Regions from separate parts of the Danio rerio genome. Here region 2 is linked to region 1. A link is a contact called in public HiCAR-type data. All regions are on one chromosome and are shown on one strand. Each heading gives the region's core, a stretch centred on a gene start, on an enhancer-like site or on the middle of the called end of the contact. The rest is flanking DNA. Distances are from core to core; before and after follow the strand shown. Region 1 overlaps tle3b (TLE family member 3, transcriptional corepressor b). Region 2 has its middle 83 kb from the start of uacab.

Region 1 (7,608 bases), core at 3,249-5,748:
CAAATTGCGTGTACAGAATCCGGTTAGAAAACAGCGTTTATTTATCACTATGGAGCGCGTCTGACAGTCACGCACTGTTATATGACTGTTTTGAGGATTGCATAGGAGGGGCGACAACACCTGTAATGAAAAGGAAGGGAATTATATTTATTTCAAAGTGTTTTCATGCCTAAATAAAACAAAAGCACAGACTTATTTTACATCTTTAAGGAAGCAGCTTTTTAGTATGAAACATTTTATGTCGATTTAATTAGAACTACACTTTAATTTCTGCTATAAAGCATTTTTATTTTACTTGCAGATAACTGGTTTTGAAAAACTGAACATAAGGAAGCAGAGCTGAAGAGCCCCACTCACATATGACATCAAAACAGACAGGTAGTTAAAAAGTGTTTACCAGCAGGAGAGAACTGTTCCAGGACATTTACTCTACATTTACTCTTCTAATTTTTTTTACATTTTGTTTAAAAAATACTTCCCGTAAAAAATCTCCTCAGAATGCCAGAGGCAGGAGACAACTGGTAAGAACGATTCAGTTTTTATGTTAATGTTTAGAAAAGTTTGTAACGTTCAACTTACATACTTTGCTAAAAAAAAAAAATTCACACACTAAAAAAATCATTATCTCTGAAAAATATTCTAAATGTAACAAAAAGAGAAGAAAGTAAAGCTCTGTCAGTTATTCTAAGTCAGACAACACAGCTGAGGTTACTTATTAATAGCAGGCACCAGGGACAAGCTGCAAAGCACGTAAGATTTGTTGAAGGAAGCGAATTCCACGTGCTTTTACATGCATAGGCCTAAGACTGAAAGCCATTAAAGCTATTTAACAAGAGTGCTTAAGCAATTGCTAATGAGACGAGCACCACAAGGCCCAGAAGCAGCAGAGCTTTTATTATGCCACAATCCACTGCTTCAGGTCTGTGGCATTGAAGCAGTCAGTAGTCAGTAGGTATCGTCTCTGTGCTCAACTTGCAGATCTCATGCAAACATCCACATTGCTATAATCTCATGCTTTCTGATTTTACCCTTGTCAACTGTTCACTAACAAGATACTTGTGTTTACCGGATTCAATTTAAGAAAATAAAAGTTAAACTTTTATGAAATTAAACTTTCTAGAGAATTAAACTTCTATTGGTGTATATTGCTCCAGTAACAGATGCCTCAGCATTACTTTTACACCTGTAAATCAACTAAAGCGTCCTGTACACGAGTAGTTGATCTTACAACCTTTTACTTTATGATGGCGGAACATTAAAGGGCTATTGTGAAGAAACGGCACTCTACACCACAGCTACAGCATGACATTATAAAGGGGCTAATCACTACTGAATAACCTGAACAATAAAAACAATGATTGCCAATCACAATGCACACAATTTGAGCAGAAGACATACAATCAGTGTGTGCTTGTAATAAACCATTCTAATGTAATGGGGTTAGATTCAGTATGGGGGCGTGCGAGAGACCTGAAAAGTGGGAAGCAACATCAACAGCCTGAGGTATCAAGACATTTGTGCTGCTTTTTACATTACAAACCACGTCGAGCACAAAGGAATCAGCTAACCCTGAATGATTCTCCAAGCGTTAAAGCACCCCTCAATGGCAACAACAAATGGCTTCAATAGACTCTCAACACTTTATGGATGACTTTTTTTGAAAAGCAAAGTACTTACATGACACTTTTACTAAAGAGATATTGTGCGCATACATTGCAGGGCTTGTTCAACCAAAAAAATCTGTTAATTAACTCACCCCCAAGCCATCCAGATGTAGGTGATATATTTCTCCAGTAGAACATTCCTTACAAACATATCTGTCACGTGTTCGCAGACCACTGTAATCTAGACGCGAGTCCAGCTGTGCTCTCATAGCGGGGAATTAAAAACAAAACCTGTTGCAGCACATTTATAAAGGCAACACTGACAACCCATGTCTCCAAATAATTCTTCTTCTTCCACTTGTTTTTAATTATGATTGGCAATACAAAGTGGCATCACTGGCGTCACACGCTGCTGTCTGAACACTGTAACAGATAAAAAGTCTTCAAAGCTATATCATGCACATTAATGAAGTTGCACCTCATATACAATAGAGCGCGATGATTGGTTTGAACCAAGTCTTTCTCTTTCTCATGAATTAATGATGGAAACTCATGTCACATTGTACCCACTGGTACAAACATCCAGTCTACACGCTGGAATTTACACAAGGATCCAATTGCTGTGATGTAGCTTCAAATTTCTTTTCAAACTAGAAGAACGGATTTGCCACAAAAGTGGCAAGTACCACAAGTACCACAAAAAACAACCAATTTTTACATTTTTGTTTGCCCTAATAGTTTTTTTAGCAGCACGGGACATATACAGTGCATCTGGAAAGTATTCATAGCGCTTCACTTTTTACACATTTTTTTATGTCACAGCCTAATTCCAAAATTGGTTAAATTCATTTATTTCCTTAAAATTCTACACACAGTACCCCATAATGACAATTTTTTTAAATTGTTGCGAACGTATAAAAATCACATGTACATATGTATTCACAGCCTTTGCCGTGAAGCTCTAAATTGAGCTCAGGTACATTCTGTTTCCACTGATCATTCTTGAGATGTTTCAGCAGCTTCATTGGAGTTCACCTGTGGTAAATTCAGCTGATTGAACATGATTTGAAAAAGCATACACCTGTCTATATAAGTTCCCAGGGTTGACAGTGCATGTCAAAGCACAAACCAAGCATGAAGACAAAGGAACTGTCTGTGGACCTCCGAGACAGAATGGTCTCGAGGATCAAGGCTGGGGAAGGTTACAGAAAAAATTTCTGCTGCTGTGAAAGTACAATGAGCACAGTGACCTCCATCATCCGTAAGTAGATGTTTGGAACCACCAGGACTCTTCCTAGAGCTGGCAGGCCATCTTAGCTGAGTGATCGGGGGAGAAGGGCCTTAGTCAGGGAGGTAATCAAAACGATGGTCACTCTAAGTTCCAGCGTTCTCCTGTGAAGAGAGGAGAACCTTACAGAAGGACAACCAGCTGTGCAGCAACTCACCAATGAATGTCCTTGAATGGTATGGTGGCCAGATGGAAGCCACTCCCTGTCTGGAATTTGCCAAAAGACATCGAAAGGACTCTGACCATGAAAAACAAAATTCTCTGGTATGATGAGACTAAAATTTAACTCTTTGGAGTGAATGCCAGACGTTACGTTTGGAGAAAACCAGGCACCGCTCATCACCAGGCTAATACCATCCCTAAAGTAATGCATGGTAGTGGCAGCATCATGCTGTGGGGTTGTTTTTCAGCAGCAGGCACTGAAAGACTAGTCAGGATAGAGGAAAAGATGAATGCAGCAATGTACAGAGACATCCTGAATGATCCTGCTTTTGAGTGCATTTGACCTCAGACTGAGGCAAAGGTTCATCTTTCAGCAGGACAATAACCCAAAGCACAACGCCAAAATATCAATGAAGTGGCTTCACAACAACTCTGTGAATGTCCTAGAATGGCCCAGCCAAAGCCCAGACCTAAATTCTATTGAATATCTCTGGAGAGATCTGAAAATGGCTGTACAAAGTTGCTTTCCATATAACCTGATAGAAATAGGCAAAAAATCCCAAAGACAGGTGTGCCAAGCTTGCGGCATCATATTCAAAAAGACTGTAATTGATGCCAAAGGTGCATCAACAAAGTATTAAGCAAAGGCTGTAAAATACGTAAGTGCATTTGACTTTTCAGGTTTTTTATATTTTATAAATTTGCCACACTTTCAAAAACTCTTTACATTGTCATTATGGAATATTGTGTATAGAATTGAGAAAATAAATTAATTTAATCCATTTTGGAATAAGGCTGTAATGAAAAAAAGTGGAAAAAGTGAAGCGCTATGAATACTTTCCGCATGCACTCAACATGACAGTTAACATCTCAAAAAATGTGTTTTGATGTTTCGTGACCCTTAAAAAAAGATTTATAGCCGAAACTGTTGTCCTCTGGTATCCCTATAATGATAGTCAGAGGATGCCTGCCATCAGCTAGAGATAAAAACACAATCATATTTCTACCAGCGGCTCCTGATGATGTACTAAGGTCTTATGAAGCAAAGTGATCACTCAAACTGAACATTGTTTACTTTTTTACTGTTACGCTGAAGAAAAAAAGGTCTTTGATTGCCTAAGGAAAAGCAAACTAACTGGAAGGTTTTGGGCACACTATCCCTTTAATGGGCAGAGAGAGCACGAGAAAGTTCAACTGCCCAGGCCGGAGAAGTTTGACTATTTCTAGAGAGCGCAGTAACAGGTGAGAGACAGACAGATGCCGAAATCACATGCTTAATGAAACCAGTTTAAACCACCAGAATAAATCAACTGACAAACACTTCCTGGACGATAATCCACTTGAGGTGAGGAAATCAAAAAGGGTGTGTGTTGTGTGTCACCAGCTGTGGTTGGGGGACCGCAGGGCATATTTGAGTCAACTGGGTCTGCGGTTACAACAGATAGCTGAGGCAGCACAAACTATGTCTCTTTTATACACACTACTACATGTCTCAACTCTTCCATCAGCCTTTCAGCAGCTTGACACCATGTGGGAACATCGAGATGACATATCCAGCGCTCCTGGCCTCAGTAATTCATCTCCATACTTAAGACTTGTGACACATGCGCACACACACGTTGGGTTTCCATGTTTAGGGGAGCTTCTTATAAATGTAATGATTTTTGTACTGTATAAACTGCATATTCTGTCCTCTAATCCACAACATTCTCCAATTTAAAGGATTTATGATTCAATGGGTAGGATTTATGAGTGGTTTTAGGGGTTGGGTGTAAAAAGCAAATTCCCTATCAAGTCAAAAATGGACTCTTGGTCCCCACAATGTATTCAAAACCAGTATCACACACTCAAAACAACATGATTCCTATTAAACCAGTATTCGTGACACATTTTACAAAAAAAGTTTATTGAATTATTAACAACTGTACATGATCAGTGCTGACACAGTTTTGCTACATACTTTGGTGTGAAGTTGAGAGGTTGTGAAAGGCAGGCGGGTCATGTTTTGTTTTCCTTGTGTGTGTCATATTAAAGACCGAGTTCACCATGACCGGTTCTGCAGACACCAGTTCCAACAGTTACACAAAAAGGGGTAGGCCAGGTTTAGGTTTAAAAGTGACGATCTCCTCCCTCTCTCGTGTGCCCACACTTTCACACAGAGCTTCCACCAAAGTCAAGTGCAGGCAATGAATAGATTCATTAGAAAACTTGCTCAACTTGTACAGAAGCGAATCCCGATGACTCGGATCACTCAGAGAAGCTGGTTCACCTCAATCTGAGGCCAAAAACAGGCTCTTTAGGGGTGGCGATCTCTACAGCAGAAGTAAGCTGTCAATCACTGGGGTGAGTCATCTCCCATTTCAACAGCAGCCAACTATAGTGGAGCCGCTTATGGGATCGGTTGGCAAGATACTCATCGCAGTGTGTGATCCACGCCGAGTCAGCATGTTACAATCACACTTCATTATCTGAATTCCTCTTTCCGACGAGATGCCACACAAAGCAAAGGGCACAGACAAGTAGTACAGTTAGTCACTCTCCCAGTTTAATACCGCTTTCGATTTACATACGACCCTTCATTCATGGGCTGCTTCGTATTTAGACTTCCGCAGGATTCCAGTTTGATCCGGTTTTTCATGAACAGCACATGGGCTCCAAAAACAAAATAAGAATTACAAAAAAATAATTCAGGAAGAAACAGGAAGGTTTTTCCCCCCTCCACTTGAGCCTTTTAGGAAATGGCCAGCCCAGAGAGTGTGCTAACAAATTCAAAAGAAAATGTGTCCTACTCTACATTCATCAAGCATTAAGGACATGAGGACAAAGAAACCCATCACAAGTATATCAGGACATGGAAATATATATAATTATATATATTTATAAAATGTCTTTATTACTCCATATATACACTTTTTAACAAATTGTCCAGGGAGCAGGAGGCTAAAACTGAAGCACTGCTTCATATTACATCACAGATCATTCACTGTTGGTTAAAAGGAAGGCGGTTGGGGGGGGAATACTATGGAAGGAATAGGCACACACAATCCCATGAGCAGACCGAAAGCAAAGGCAAGACAATATTTACTACATTAGTGCCGTCAGGGAGTCCTTGGGACAGTTTAACACGTTTCCATGTTTCCAGGATCATTTCACTGCTGTAAGAATCCAGGTGCGATCAAAATAAAAAAGCATCTGGGCAGCAATCCCAGTGAACCAACCGATTCCTAACCTGGGTTCCTACTGTACAGGTGGATGAGTGATCCCTTAAATCCATCAAAACAAATCAGGCCCATCCATAGGTCTTTAGTTCTGGTGAAGCAGCGAGTTTAGTAGATGACTTCATACACCGTGGCCTTCTTGTCACCAGATCCCGTCACAATGTACTTATCATCAGCCGAGATGTCACAGCTCAGGACAGAGGACGACTCCTTGGACTGTAGATAGAAGAAAGATGAAAAATGATTAGCTGACATTATAAACTGTATATGTTTTAAATAAAAAATGCTGATTAACTTAATGCACAAAACTGGAATAATCGCATAAAAGACATGTGAATAAGGCAGCATTTCCATCCAACGAGGCAAAGAGAACAAAATCATCACTTCCTGATAAACTGGCACCAAATATCAACAGTAAAAACAGAATATGCTGTGGTAGGAGAAGCCGCATCAATCTTTTCCTTATTTAATAAATGACTTGCACAATGAAGAAGAATATGTCAACACGCAATGAAAGTGCCATGGCGTTTGAAAGAGTGAGATGCAGAGCACAGATGCTCTTGTCTATTCTGGAGGTAATTAATAATATAATAACACTAATACTGAAATAGTCAGGTGTTTTAGAATGACCAAAACAACATTACAGATGTTTTACAGTGTGCTCAGCCAGCTGGTTTGTCCATTATCACACATTTTATCACATGATCTCTTATAACAAAATCACATGATCTTTCTTTTAATGCGCAGTAAAAGGGTTTCCATCGTAGTTTGTGCACAACTTTTCTTAATCAAATAAAAATTTTATCCTACTGTTATGTGCATACATCAAAGTTGATGCGCATCTTGGCATTGACGTCAACCATTTTTTATGCGCATATCCAAAATAGGTGGATGGAAATGTAGCTAGTGACATGAAGTTCATGTCAACGTCATTCCCTTCTAAACTGCAGCATTTAAGTCACTCTCAGAGGCAAATACAGGTGTGTTATAAATAGACAGTTGTGAATGTATGCGAGTGTCGCGGCAGCATGTCAGCTAGATTTCTCCTTGTATTAAACTGTGCTAACTGCATTAGTTAGATTGAAAGATAGCTGGAATGTGTGAAATGTGCAGAAAAAAAACAAGAATTGTTGTAAAGCTTTTAAAAGATTCAATTCAAAGAACTCCACTTGTTTGATGCAATGAATAAATAATTTCACGAATGTTACAAATAATGTTTTTATTCCAATAAAGAATGAAACGTCATCTGTGTGTACAGAATGAATTTATTATTATTTAATTTTTGTATTTTCTACACTAAATTTTTAGACTGTTTTCCAAAAAACATGCTTTTAAT
Region 2 (7,608 bases), core at 3,831-6,330, 150 kb after region 1:
CCAAAAATAGGAAATTGGTCCATTCTTGAACAAAGCAGAAATGCAAGCTCGGGTATGTAGCAGCATCAAAGAGAGACTAAATGAACAATGAAATTCCAAACACTTGAGGCAGGCTGACCCAGGTCCTTCCCCGCTGAAAAGGAAAACATCAGGTGGGGTTGCGATCTAACAACCACCTGGGATCCATTAGGGTCTCCATTATATCTGGGCTTCCATTTCTTTCCCAGCTCGCAAAAGCCTCTGAAGTGCGAGTGAGCGCCGAGATCGCAAGCCTGCCAAGGTTGTTAACCTGCAGGCATTTGTAATGTCGAGCGGGAGTTGCTTTATTAGCGGAGTGAAATAATCTCTACCAAAGTGGTTGAGATGATGACAGACCCAGATTTATGACCCCTGTAAAAGCCCCAGCATCGCGGCTGCTCCAGCATGCATCATGAAAACTAATAAGAAGTGGGACTCGCTGCCAATGGCATAAATTCATGCAGATTTTGATCTCGGAACATCTGCAAGGCTCGAATAATTTATGCTGCACTCTCCACGAAGGGGCTTACAAGCCCTCTGATAACTTGTTTTGGTCTGTTATGCAAGGAAGCCTCAGGTAATCCTTCGCCTCAGGGACAATACCTGTCAGAACCGCATCCAAAACCACAGAAAGTGCACATCAAAAGCCACAAATTCAGAAGCAGAGTCTGTTTGGTCTCTCCACAGCATCTGAAACGCCCGCATTTATCTACTGCTTGTGATGTGACTGGTGTAGTGGAATGATGAGTTCTTTTAATGTGATTTGGATGAAAACGAGAACGAGTCTGATAAGCGGCGAGTATTTATATCCATACGCATTCTTGTATCGCATGTCTTTCTACAGTACGCACACATACTATGTTTTGACATCTAACTGCTTATGAAACAGCTCAATTACTCCATTGTACACAAACACACTTCTCTGCGTGTGGCATCTCTAGTTTCAGTGCAATCTGCTTGATTGAAAACCTCTGCAGGCAAAGTGAATAGTTTGGGATTGGCACTCAAATGCTGGTAATTGAAGCATTGTTGTTGTCATTTGATGAACAATTTAAACCCACTGCATTTACAAGCCTATTTCTTTTGGTCAGGTAAAAAAAGGCCCACTAAAAGCTTTGTACGCTGTATGCCTCCACCCTCACATCTTTACAGACCCTTTGCAATCATTTCCGCAGATGTGGCAGCAGGTGAGCCCGGGCAAATATTCGCAGAGGCATTATAATGGGAGCTGGCATGCTACTGCCCTTCTAGAACAGGAATGAGTGGCTCTGACAAACCAGCAGATTCAGTAGATCACTTGCCAACACCTCGGCCAATGAACTTCAAGCATTAAATCACGCAAATATTTGATGATAGACCATTTCACCTGTGTAAACAGAGATACGGCGCCAAATATTCACTGCAGAGGAAGCATGAGCTCAGCCTGTGCATCTGCAAGACACAAGATTTATTTCCAAGCATTTCCGAGGTATTCATTAAATAAAAGTCATTGGATGAGGTTGTTTTGTGCTTTTGGGCAGGGATCACCAAAATCCTGGGTGAATCCAAATATGTAAAAATAAACACATAAAAATAAATAGCCTGTTAGCAGATCATTACTAGGATTACTCCAGAAAGCACAGTTAGAAAAACAAAGAGGGAAATGTGATACTATAATGTTTACTTGCTCAATAATGCAATATACTGCCAAGCTAGTCAGATTCTGGCTTTCACCAGTTTCACTCCTGCTCAATCCAAGACTTACAGTGCATAAAACATAATGTAGGCCTGCCCTCTGGAGGATGGGAGTGGAACTACACCACACTCCTGCCTCACTCAATCATAAAACGCAGAGATGAAAACTGGGTGAGTGTTCTGAGCCCTGATTCATGGTTACGACTTCAAGGCAATGATTCAGGGAAGACGGCGCTTACAACCAATAAACCGTGCATCTCTTGACCATTTAGCCTGCAGAAGCTAATGAGGCTTTAGCTGGAGAATATTTAATGGACTCTGCTGGCATGGTAATTAAGGGCAAATGACAGAATTGGGGAATGGGCACAATGGGGCCTGCGCAGTTAAAACCACTTAACATGATGGAGATTGTCAGGCTCAAGATCTTAATTCTAAGAACAGGGACTTTTTTTTCATCCCTTAAGCAAATTACTGGATTGAAACTAGACTACTAAGCAGTTTCTTTATATAAATAATTAGCTTTTCATCGTTGTAGTTTGAAAAACATGATACCAAAGTCATCACAATAACTGAAACTCCTTTAGTATTCATACAAGGTTTATAGTATAGCCCTGATATGCACACTGCAAAAGATTCTATGATCAATTAGTCCTGACAGCATATGTTTTTAGGTCATTGTAACTTATTAATCCACGTTAATCATGTTTAAACTTAATTGTATAAATTACACCAGCTATTTTAAGTCAGTTTAACATAATATAAGTTCAATGGACTTACTTAAGCTTAAAAATGTAAGGCAGCCAGGATTTTTTTTACAGTGCACCTGGGAACATAAAATCTACAACATAGTCCAAATATGTTGCTTAAAGGCTAACTTAACACTGACCAATGCAGAGACTGACCAAACTACAATAAAAACAAGTGCCACCCAATGCCAACAGAGAAACAAAACGATTTCCTGAAACTTGACAAACGTACCTGCAACTATTGGTCAGCATCTGTCAGTGGGGTTGGCCTACAAAGGATTAGTTGCAGTTTAAGTTGGTTATTAAAATGTTTTAAAAAAATTGCTGTTAATATCACCTTCAGACAATTCATGATGTAGCTGACTTACAGTATTTGTTTAGCAAAGAGCTTTTTTTCTTTAGCTGAACCTATGGTCCTTGGTGATTTGTGAAATGGAACTCAATGACTAATGGCAAACAGGGAACAAATACTGTAAAGGTTGAGTAAATTAGGATTTTTCTGTTTTTTGTGTTTGTTTGTTTTGTTTTGTTTTGTTTTGTTTGTTTCACAGATTTAGTTTTTGTTCTAATATACAGAATTATTAGAATAAAATCTTTGAAGTGCTTTCCGAGGTGTTGGAGTTGCAATTACAACCAAATCCAATGCTTTTAATTCTGGGATTGTCTGAACAAACGCATTTGTTGTCAAATACACAACATAAACAGCACCCATACTGTTTAACTACTGCCAAGAAACTACTTCTACTGTTAAAAAAAAAAAGGAATCCCCTAAATGTAAACTGTGGCTTGGAGAAATTACCTGTTACATTTAGAGCGAAATATATACTATTTGAAAAGAAAACTCAAACAATTTGACAAAATTTGGAATCTTTTTATTTGTGACCTTGAAATAAACTTGGAATAATGCATCAATTCTGTAATGTTGTAAAATGCTTTGTCATCATACTCTGTTCTTTAAACAGGTCTTTGTAAACAACCTGGCTTATGTGAGTGTTTTTTTAGATTATTATGAATTTCATATTTCATATTCATATTGTTTTTCCTTTAATTTTTAAAAAAAAAATTTTATTTGCTTTGCCTACGTTATATGTGGACAAAATATGTAAACAGAGAATCCTCTTCTTTCTATATCTGTCTTCCATAAAACTTATTTGACAAAAAATACTTTGTTGAATCAGCTTAAGGGTTGGAGCAAAACTGTGCAGAGCTGCAGCCCTCCAGGAATACAGTTTGAGACCTATGCCTTAAAGTATCATGTGGAGCCACTTTATCTTTGACTGTAGGACTTTGGCCCTCACACCTGAGACCGTAACTTCATCTAAAAATCTTCTTGAATGTTCTACTAAAGAAAAAAAAAAAGTCACCTACATCTTGTATGGCCAGAGGGTGTATAAATCAACAGCAAATTTCCATTTATCTTTTTAAGTACAACACCTCTGTGACAAGCTGTATTGTAATTTTCCATTGTTTTAGGATACTCTGAAGTCGTGATTGTATTTTTTTTTCACCATTATGTCTGGATAATTCCCTGTGCTGGTATGCTCAGACCGTTGACTCTCTCTGTGGGCACTTACACCCAGGACTCAGCCGTTTGTTGTGTAGATGACTCATAAATATTTCCTTCTGTTTTAAGCTAGCGTGGCAGATAGAAACTACCTCTCTGAAAGTCTCAAGCATGAAAGGTTAGATGGACAGCCACGGCTCCTCTGAGCATCCTATACCACCCGACACCTGCAAGCACCCGGAAACCATTTTTTTCAGGGCATTTGCATTTTGATCCAGGGCAAGCTGCCATCATTAAGGTGCAATCAAAGTCAGACGATGCTAAATCACAGCAACACAAACCTGCAAAAGCTACAGATGAAAGGGGGAAGATTAGAGAGATTTAAAGGATATTTAAAGCCATTAATCCAATACCTTGCCTTAGAAAAAAAGAGAAGGAAAGCAATTTAATTAACATCCAGGACAGCAAGCTGAAGGGATGTTACACACTTACACACTCACGTCAACATCAAAAGAGCCCAGCCTTGTTTTAACTCATTTTAGGTAATGAAATTAAATTCTGGTATATGAAAGCAAGGCTATTTTATGGATAGTTCTTCAAGTCTGGCATTTCAAGGTGAATTAGATAAAAAAAAATAAAAAAAAACATAATTGAAAATTATTACAGTGTTGTTGCTTGTTAAAAATCCAGCAAACTCTCACTTTGGAAAGACGTAGGCGAGAGTGTCCCTTTAACTCAACACTACAATAAACCCCTGTGTAGCTCTCGAAACACATGGTATTAATTTAGCTTTGCTTTTTTTCTTCTTCTTGCAAAGTGTTCTATGAGGGTTTGTTAAAGTTTACCAAATGTGGCTGTATTTCAAGGAAAGGAACAAATGCAGATGTAATTTTCCACTTTTACAGCCTGTTTATGTATTGTGAATTCCTTCCTAGGAGACGGGTGCTTTCATGTCTTAATTGGATTGTGTGACTGCGGCTTTGTCTAACAAATGCACATTTTCAATGCTAATGATCGACAGTCACAACCCTGAATTTGCCTAAAGCACTTTGACTGTGAGCCTAATGTGTAATGAATAAACTAATACCTTATGTTCTAGCAGGAACATGAAACATTTGAAACACCTCTAGAGCCGCACCTTCACCCTGCTGCTGGCCTCCTGCCGGAGGTATTAAATGAAGGAAGTAAACACTGAGAGCGGGTGCACAGACCTGCAGAATAGCTCAATCTAATCAGGAAATGATGATTAGTGAGAATGACACTTGGTTCATTAGTTCAATGACATGATCGTGCAATAAAAGTCACTGAAAGGTTTAATGATAAACAGTGATTGGCAGTCTGATTAACAGAAGCACTATAAGTATATCTTCAAAGCTAGTACAGTGATCAGCATAATTGAGTAGATCCCATTTTGAAAAGGAACATTTTTATCCATTTCTCAGTGAATATAGGCAATGTATTTTGGTCTATTTAAACAAAACATATTTATCAAAGATAGATTTATTAAAATAATATTTTAGTCACCAAACATATTTAGAAATTAAAAGATAGTTCAATTCAAGCTAAATATTGCTATATTTACTTTAAATATGTATTTAATATTTTTCTATAACACAAATTTGGCTTTACTAGTTTTTGAACCGTTATTGTACAGTAAGTATTTTGTTAGATATGCTCCAGATTTGGCTTCAGTACTGACTAATCTAATGTATATGCACAAATATAATATTGTATAGCATCCTATTATACAGTATTAATTTTAAAGATAGATTAGTGGAGGGTGTACTTATATATATACACTGAGCACCTTATATACACATCACATATTCAGGGCTATTGTTCACAGAGCATAGTGCAGTCCCAAAAGAGTCATTTTGTATTTTAAATCATTATATTCTGCCACTATCCATCAAATTACTAGGTTTTAGCCATTTGTCAGCAAGAAGTTGTAATGTTTATTTATATATAGCGCATTTATTGTGTATGGCAATACACCCAAAGCGCTTCACAATCATGAGGGGGGGTCTCTCCACACCACCACCAGTGTGCAGCATCCACTTGGATGATGCGACGGCTGCCACAGGACAACGGCGCCAGTGCGCTCACCACACACCAGCTATTGGTGGAGTGGAGGGACAGTGATAGAGCCAATTCGGTGGAGAGGGGATGATTGGGAGGCCATGATCGTAAGGGCCGATAGAGGGACTTTGGCCAGGACACCGGGGTTACACCCCTGCTCTTTCACGAGAAGTGCCATGGGATTTTTAATGACCACAGAGAGTCAGGACCTCGGTTTAACGTCTCATCCGAAAGACGGCGCCCACTGACAGTTTAGTGTCCCCTTCACTTTTACTGGGGCATTAGGACTCACACAGACCACAGGTTGAGCGCCCCCTGCTGGCCTCACTAACACCACTTCCAACAGCAACCTGGTGTTCCCTAGTGGTCTCCCATCCAGGTACTGACCAGGCTCAGCCCTGCTTAGCTTCAGTGAGTAACCGGTCTTGGGCTGCAGGGTGACATGGCTGTGACGAATAAATAAAACAAAATGCAGCACTATCAATTATTTTATCAATTTAATAAATAACGGTTGTGTGCAATGTTTGCATGTTTATAACCACATCAGAGCATAGTGGGGGTCGTGGGAGTCACAGGCTGAAAAGTTTGGAAACCCCATAGTTTTTATATTTAGTGTTAACTATACTGTACAGTTGAAGTCAGAATTATTAGCCCTCTGCTTATTTTTCCCCCAATTTCTTCTTAACAAAAAGTTTTCTTCAACACATTTCTGAACAAAATAGTTTATATAACTCATTTCTAATATCTGATTTATTTTATCTTTGCCATGATGACACTAAAAAATATTTAACTAGATATTTTTTTAAGACACTTCTGTACAGCTGAAAGTGGCAAAAAAATATATATGAAGCTTGAAATGCTTAGCTAGTTAAATTAGGTTTACTAGGCAGGTTAGGGTAATTAGGCAAATTATAGTATAACGGTGGTTTGTTCTGTAGACTGTCAAAAAATAGCCTAAAGGGGCTAATCATTTTGACCTTAAATTGTTCTTTAAAAAATTAAAAATTGCTTTTATTCTAGCTGAAATAAAACAAATAAGTCTTTCTCAAAAAGAAAAAAAAAATATTATCAGACATATTTTGAAAATTCCCTTGCCCTGTTAAACACCATTTGGGAAATATATATATAAAAAATAAATAAAAAAGAAAAATCAAAGGGGGGCTAATAATTCTGACTTCAACTGTAAATAGCAACAAAGAAATTTTATTACATTTTATATTTATATTGCATATTCATTTTAAGTTTTTATTAGAAAATAATGATACCCACAAATTAGGAACTAGTACTTTCATATAAGATAGTCCTGTCAAAATAAAGTGCACAGGCAGATTTTAGAGGTCACTTTATAAAAAAGGTTTAGATTACCTTTGCCAATAATTCTGGTAATTTAATAGAAGTTAAAGGTAATTGACAAAATCTCAAAGTGAATTTTTCATCCTACACATTATAATTATGATTGATTACACGTTCTTATACATCATTAAATATTTTTTAAATGTCATATGTGAAATTGATCAGTTATCAGTTATTGATCAGTTATCAGACATGCATTAAAGGCATAGGTCACTCATAAATGAAAATTACCTT

Evidence for each region. HiCAR-type assays count read pairs that join an accessible place to other places.
Region 2: a HiCAR-type map of caudal fin shows a contact between it and region 1, with 5 times the contacts expected there. The contact joins two enhancer-like sites. A contact is called at or near these places in 1 of 18 Hi-C or Micro-C datasets (hematopoietic stem cells) and 1 of 4 datasets of contacts at active chromatin or transcription factors (caudal fin).

What each region holds. Positions count from the first base shown.
Region 1 is chr7:33,696,908-33,704,515 of GRCz12tu, forward strand. It overlaps tle3b (TLE family member 3, transcriptional corepressor b), which reads right to left. Exons shown (of 20, transcript NM_131780.1): 20 at 6,326-6,488. The coding sequence ends at 6,381. Among named protein-coding and RNA genes, the nearest start is that of tle3b, 40 kb to the right of the region's middle. Within about 2 kb of position 4,499, at least 8 of the 62 cell types and tissues checked have an H3K27ac peak or open chromatin away from gene starts, as enhancers often do. A contact at or near this core is called in caudal fin, where this site is marked.
Region 2 is chr7:33,842,486-33,850,093 of GRCz12tu, forward strand. No RefSeq gene overlaps it. Among named protein-coding and RNA genes, the nearest start is that of uacab, 83 kb to the right of the region's middle. Within about 2 kb of position 5,081, at least 4 of the 62 cell types and tissues checked have an H3K27ac peak or open chromatin away from gene starts, as enhancers often do. A contact at or near this core is called in caudal fin, where this site is marked.